Regions from separate parts of the Mus musculus genome. Here region 1 is linked to region 2. Evidence: chromatin contacts called from public ChIA-PET data. All regions are on one chromosome and are shown on one strand. Each heading gives the region's core, a stretch centred on a gene start, on an enhancer-like site or on the middle of the called end of the contact. The rest is flanking DNA. Distances are from core to core; before and after follow the strand shown.

Region 1 (2,926 bases), core at 311-2,810, 91 kb after region 2:
TTTGAGGCCAGCCTGGTCTACAGAGAGAGTTCTAGGACAGTCTTGGCTGCCTCAAAAAACAACAAACAAACAAACAAAAATATAGATGTGTGTGTGTGTGTATGCACACATCTTAAAGTCAGGTATAAAACATTCTGTAATCTAACAGTGGTCATAGGTCTTATGACATAAAGAGACAATTTACTTACATGTAATATAATTACATAAACATTAAATGAGCGAAATACCTAATAAAAAATGGAAAAAAATAATTACATAAACATGACAACACACTAATGTAAATATCACATTTAACCATTGAGGAGCACATGGTCATATGACCCTTTTATCTCTGAGCTGGCTATGGGCCTCTGGGAAGTGTTTCACTGCATAAGGGAGGCTAGGCTGGGATTTCTTTGGGTCACTTTGAATGATGGCCCCCAGAAGAGCACCTGACACTGGCTGTTTTGCTGACAGCAGTATTACAGGAGTGTGGAAGGAGGAGCCAGGGTGGGGTCAGAAAAAGAAGAGATAATGCCTGAAAGCATCTCTGTGTCTTTGGAAGTCTTCAGAAAACATAGACCAAGAATGATGGTGCATGTCTTTAATCCCAACACTCAGGAGGCAGAGGCAGGAGGATCTCAGTGAGTTTGAGGCCATCCCGGTCTACAGTCTACTTAACAAATTTAGAGACATCCAGGGCTATGTAGAAAAACTGTCTCAGAAAACAGCAACAAATCTAACTCAGGCAGTCCTCAGGGAGCTCACCATGGATGGCGGCTGGGTAGATGGGCTCACTAGTGGTTAGGAGCTCACCATGGATGGCGGCTAGGTAGATGGGCTCACTAGTGGTTAGGAGCTCATCATGGATGGCGGCTGGGTAGATGGACTCACTAGTGGTTAGGAGCTCATCATGGATGGCGGCTGGGTAGATGGACTCACTAGTGGTTAGGAGCTCATCATGGATGGCGGCTGGGTAGATGGGCTCACTAGTGGTTAGGAGCTCATCATGGATGGCGGCTGGGTAGATGGGCTCACTAGTGGTTAGGAGCTCATCATGGATGGCGGCTGGGTAGATGGACTCACTAGTAGTTAGGAGCTGAGAAGCTGCTACTTCCTTTGAGCTAGAAGTCTGGCTGGAGGGACCAGGGTGGAGGGCTGGTGGGCTTCTCTTGAAGCAGGTCCAGCTCATATGGAGGGCAATGACCAATCCAGCATTAGGGGAAGACCTGGCATGGAAGCATTCAGAGGGGAGGTGGGCAGAAGCAATAAGCCACGTACCAGAGCTGGAGGAGTCAGAGAAAGAAAGAGCCTGACTCTCCTTGTCTCAGTTTGCTAGGAAGCAGTTTTACTAGGAAGGAAACACAACCCCTCCACACGCACACGCACACACACACACACACCTAAGATGCACTTGCTTTTCTGGAGTAGTCTTTACTGGATGGTTTTAGAAAGAACCATCTGCAGAGAAGAGAGTGTTTCTGGCACAAAGGAACACGAGTTAACACTAGGAGGGGGATGGGGCCAAGTGTCAGAAAAGAGAATGCAGGGGGTCAGGAAGTGGTTACTCTGTCTTTTTCTCAGTCTGACTTCACAGTCTTATTTCATTGGCTAGTTTTAAAGTGATTGGTGCAGACATGGAGGGAGGGAAAGAGACCATCACATTTCTGCACTACAACAGAGAGTCTCTGAGGATTGAAACCTTTGTGTAACAATCTTTCAAGGAGGAGGAGATAAATTTTTTTTTTTAATGTAAGTACACTGTAGCTGTCTTCAGCCACACTAGCAGAGGGTGTCTGATCTCATTATGGATGGTTCTGAGCCACCATGTAAGATTTGAACTCAGGACCTTCGAAAGAGCAGTCAGTGCTCTTACTTGCTGAGCCATCTTGCCAGCCCTAATTCTTTGTTCTAAACACAAGGTTTCACAGTACTTGATTAGAAAAGGCTCATATTTAATAGTTCAAGCAAATCTCTCCTTATTTTAAACATTCTTCCCTTTAAACTCACAATTTTCTCTTAACAGGGCTTTATGGTACTTGACCGTTCTGCCTCCCTGAAGAGGTAGCCTTGGGGTCATCTAGAAACTAGGTTAAAGATCAGAGCCTCCCCAGACTCTCTGAGCATCTTTGGCATCTGGCAAGGTGTAGAAGGCATGAGGTCTTTGTGCTCACAGATCAGCACTAGGGAAACCAAGAACGTTAGGTGCTCAGCTTGGTTTCTTTAAAGGAAGAGATGTGACCTGTTTTCCACCCAGAAAGCAGGAAGTGGATGTAGTTAATAGCCTGGTGATCTGTGCCTTCTGTAGGGCCAGGCCACACCTAAATTCCCCCAGACCATTTATCCCATACTCATTGACTCTCCCTCCCTAGACTTTATCTTGAGCATTGTTTCTCAGTCCATAGAACCCATGATTAGGGGAGATGTCACATGTACTTTATAGCCTGGTGGCACCTACACTCTGTGTGACTGAGAGCACACCAGATCCTAGGCCCTTAAGCTATAGAATCCATCTTCATGGTAGAGGTCACATGCACTCCATGAAAGAGCTTCGATGTAGTCGTCTTTTAAACTTTTATGCACATGGGATTGGGATAATCATTACCAGAAAAATTTCCCCCTCCCGCCCCCCAAAATTGTGCTGTGCTTAAATATGTCTAAAATAAACTGCCCTAGTCTGGCTCTAGAAGTTCAGACCAGCAGCAGCTAAACTATATTGAACCAGATTTCCTTCTTCTCTAGATCAGTACTCTGCCAGCCCCAGTGTTTGGGATGACCCCCCCCCCAATACCTGGAAATCTATTCTTTGGGTTGCATTTGGGGTCTATACTTTTCAAAACTCAGCTCTAGACAGATGCAAATTCAAAGTGCTAGCCTCCTTTGAAACCTGGGCAGGGACATGGCTAAAAAAGAAAAACTTTTAAGTCCTTTTTAGTAACCAGTAAAC
Region 2 (3,019 bases), core at 249-2,748:
TAACACTATCTCTATTCAGGAGCGGAGGGAGCACCAGCAGCCCCTGTGCCTAGGGTAGCATTTTCAGCTGCCCTGAGTTTGCCACGGTCAGAACCTGGCACAGTCCCCTTCGACAGAGTCTTGCTCAATGATGGAGGCTACTATGACCCAGAGACAGGTAACTAAAAGGCCGACGGGTGGCCTAGTGAGGTAACGGGTGAAGCTGAGCAGTACTAATGCCTCCTTCACACCTCTGCAGACAAGTACAGCTTTTCACTTGTAATTACAAAGACCTCTATTCTTTCCATGCACTCACACCACAGTTAGGCAAAGAGAGAGTGGGGGAGGGGAGGAGACATCCACACCACACGGATCTTTACTGGGACAGACTCCAGCACACACTCTGCAGCAACTGCTGGAGATGCAGCAGGGGATTCCTACAGTGTACAGTTAGTGGAATAGCAGGGAAAGGACGGGTGGGCCACTCCACAGCCAGGAGTGCTGTACCCACTCTCCGAGAGACCTTCCTTGTCCCAGCCAGCGTCTCCCCTCCTGACTGTCATCCTTGTCTCCAGGTGTATTCACTGCACCACTGGCTGGACGCTATTTGCTGAGCGCTGTACTTACTGGGCACCGGCATGAGAAAGTGGAAGCAGTATTGTCACGCTCCAACCTGGGCGTGGCCCGCATAGACTCGGGAGGCTATGAACCCGAGGGACTGGAGAATAAGCCTGTGGCCGAAAGTCAGCCCAGCCCAGGCGCTCTGGGCGTCTTCAGCCTCATTCTGCCACTGCAGGTCGGAGACACTGTCTGCATCGACCTGGTCATGGGGCAGCTGGCACACTCCGAGGAGCCGCTCACCATCTTCAGCGGAGCCCTGCTCTACGAGGACACAGAGCTTGAACAGGTGTAGACAGGGTGGACCCGACCACCAAACTTATCTACAGGGGCCGCAGAGCCACCTGGATGGTGGCTACCCACCAAGGCAAGGGCAAGTCTGGCGACCACGTCCCGCTGCGGTTCAGGCATCCAAATCGGTCACTCCGTACGTTGTGACTGCGTGGTCTATGGGACCGAGGCATCTCCTCTTGACCTTTGGCCTCATTGCCGTCCCCACCAGAGCCCTCTCCGGGACCCAAGCTGCGGAAGAGGAACCTACCCTCCAGGGCTCTCCCCAGTCCACACCACCGTACTAAACTATTCAGGAATAAAGACACTTTTTTTTTTTCTACAAAACATAGCTATTCTGCTCTAGTACATGTTTGGGGGTAGTTAAGGGACAGGACAGGAGGAAACAGAGTTCTACGGAGGGAACCTAGGCTGGTGATCTTTGGGTGTGCTCCCTACTAAGGGCACCTGCGGACTCAGGGTCACGGCCACCGGTCCCCACAGCGGCCGCTAGGGGGCGCTAGGCCAGAACCACTGCGAAGGCTGGCAGCGTTCCCCGTCACGTGACACCGTTAATCTGGCGCGGGGGGGGGGGGCGGGGCCTCGGCCGGGTGGGCCACCTTGGCGGGGCGAGGGAGAGAACGCTTGCTTCTGTGCTCCGCCTGCGAAGGCGAAGTTTCTGTTGCCAGACTGTGCTAGTCCGGGTGGTCCAGGGTCTGCAGCAGGCGCAGAGGGATCGGAAAGGCGATGCATTACTAGTGCGCTTTCGCTTTGACAGCTGAGGCGGAAAAGTGAGAGGGCCTGCCATTGGCCGGGCTAGGTAACCCACCCTTGCAAAGCAGAAAGCTCCCTGCGGGAGGAGTTCTGCACGCAGAGGAGGAGCCAAGGTAGCCAGTGAGAAGTTGGGACACGGTCCTCCAGTAGATAAGAGGCAGAGCCCAGCAGGAACCCCCTCTGCTTGCGGGTAGGAAGCTTGGGGAGCAGCCTCATGGAAGAGAAGCAGATCCTGTGCGTGGGGCTGGTGGTGCTGGACATCATCAATGTGGTGGACAAATACCCAGAGGAAGACACGGATCGCAGGTAGGGGCGCCCAAGCCCCTCGGAGATCCCAGGGCCGCTGTGGTCCTGTCTTTTTGCGTGTCACTGCTAATCGGCTGCTAAACCAGGGATAGCCCTCTGTCTCCATGTGGTGAGGCCTGAGTTCAGCTTGGCGTTCTCTGTCCCGGGTCCCTAAGGGGTACTCTGTGAGAATGAAGACATGAGACTGGAGACCTTTAAAACCAAGACCCAGGGGGTGTGTTGTTTTGTTTTCGGAGTCTTGCTTTGTAGCCCAAGCTGGCCTAAACTCCTTTAGCCTCCAGAATTAACAAGAGTGCAAACGTATGCCTGAATCAAAACCCAGGCTTTCACTAGTGTGTTGTTGGCTGTTTACCATTTCAATCTGCCGATCATCAAAATCCTCAGTTTACAGAGAGGGCTGTAATGATTTTTTTCCCTCCTGAGCCCTCACACACCTGATAAGGTGCCAGACAAATTTTCCTCACCCCAAACCCCCAGGTCTCCCAACTCCTAGCCTATGCACTTCTAATTTACCGCTTACAGCTAAAATAAAACACCAGGTCGCTAGCAGTGAGTGGTATGTGATGTTAAACTACTCACATTTAAAAGCCTGGCCCTGGCGTTTGAGCCTTGCCTAGCTCAAGGACTGGCCGGCAGTGTAAGCAAAGCTGGAGGCTCTCTGGGTCAGACAGGGAGAAACTTGGCTCCTGAGCCACAGCAGGCTTTCTCCTGGAGCTAAGTGCCAAGAGGGGTCTTTACAAAGGTGGGTAAACATCTTAGTGGATGTTCTCAGAACATTCTCAATTGTCTGGTAGAAGTTAAAGTGTCCTTTGATGGCTCTTATCTTTGCTCTTGATAAAGGCCACTCCAATGTGCTGCTGTGCCGTGAAGGCATTCTGTGGGGTGGCGCACCGGCTTTCTCTTGGCGTGGTCTAGCACCCTGAACAATGAATGTTGTATCTTGGATATTAGTTAAAAGGAAGTTCAAGGTTGACCCCTGGCAAGACACTAGCACGCTGACAGCATTGAACTCACAGGGTCGGGGTCGGGGTCGCGGTTGGGGTGGGGGACTGGGTGCTCTTTGGGCTTTGGG

The links. ChIA-PET counts read pairs in DNA pulled down with a chosen protein or histone mark.
Region 1: an RNA polymerase II ChIA-PET map of effector CD8 T cells shows a contact between it and region 2, with 37 read pairs. The contact joins the enhancer-like site here to the promoter of Khk in region 2. A contact is called at or near these places in 5 of 39 promoter capture datasets (the 3T3-L1 cell line, cancer-associated fibroblasts, hippocampal neurons and 1 more), 6 of 15 datasets of contacts at CTCF or cohesin (CD8 T cells, the G1E-ER4 cell line, the NIH/3T3 cell line and 2 more), 165 of 484 Hi-C or Micro-C datasets (the 4T1 cell line, the 63-12 cell line, the AML12 cell line and 94 more), 38 of 115 datasets of contacts at active chromatin or transcription factors (the 230-238 cell line, CD8 T cells, the HPC-7 cell line and 28 more) and 6 of 9 other capture datasets (adipose tissue, embryonic stem cells, embryonic tail and 3 more).

Annotation. Positions count from the first base shown.
Region 1 is chr5:31,011,406-31,014,331 of GRCm38.p6, forward strand. No RefSeq gene overlaps it. Among named protein-coding and RNA genes, the nearest start is that of Slc5a6, 35 kb to the right of the region's middle. Within about 2 kb of position 1,561, at least 32 of the 459 cell types and tissues checked have an H3K27ac peak or open chromatin away from gene starts, as enhancers often do. A contact at or near this core is called in CD8 T cells, the MNK3 cell line, the P5424 cell line and 10 more, where this site is marked.
Region 2 is chr5:30,920,061-30,923,079 of GRCm38.p6, forward strand. It overlaps Khk (ketohexokinase), which reads left to right and starts at 1,499. Exons shown (of 9, transcript NM_001310524.1): 1 at 1,499-1,947. The coding sequence starts at 1,856. It overlaps Emilin1 (elastin microfibril interfacer 1), which reads left to right. Exons shown (of 8, transcript NM_133918.2): 7 at 20-157; 8 at 555-1,215. The coding sequence ends at 892.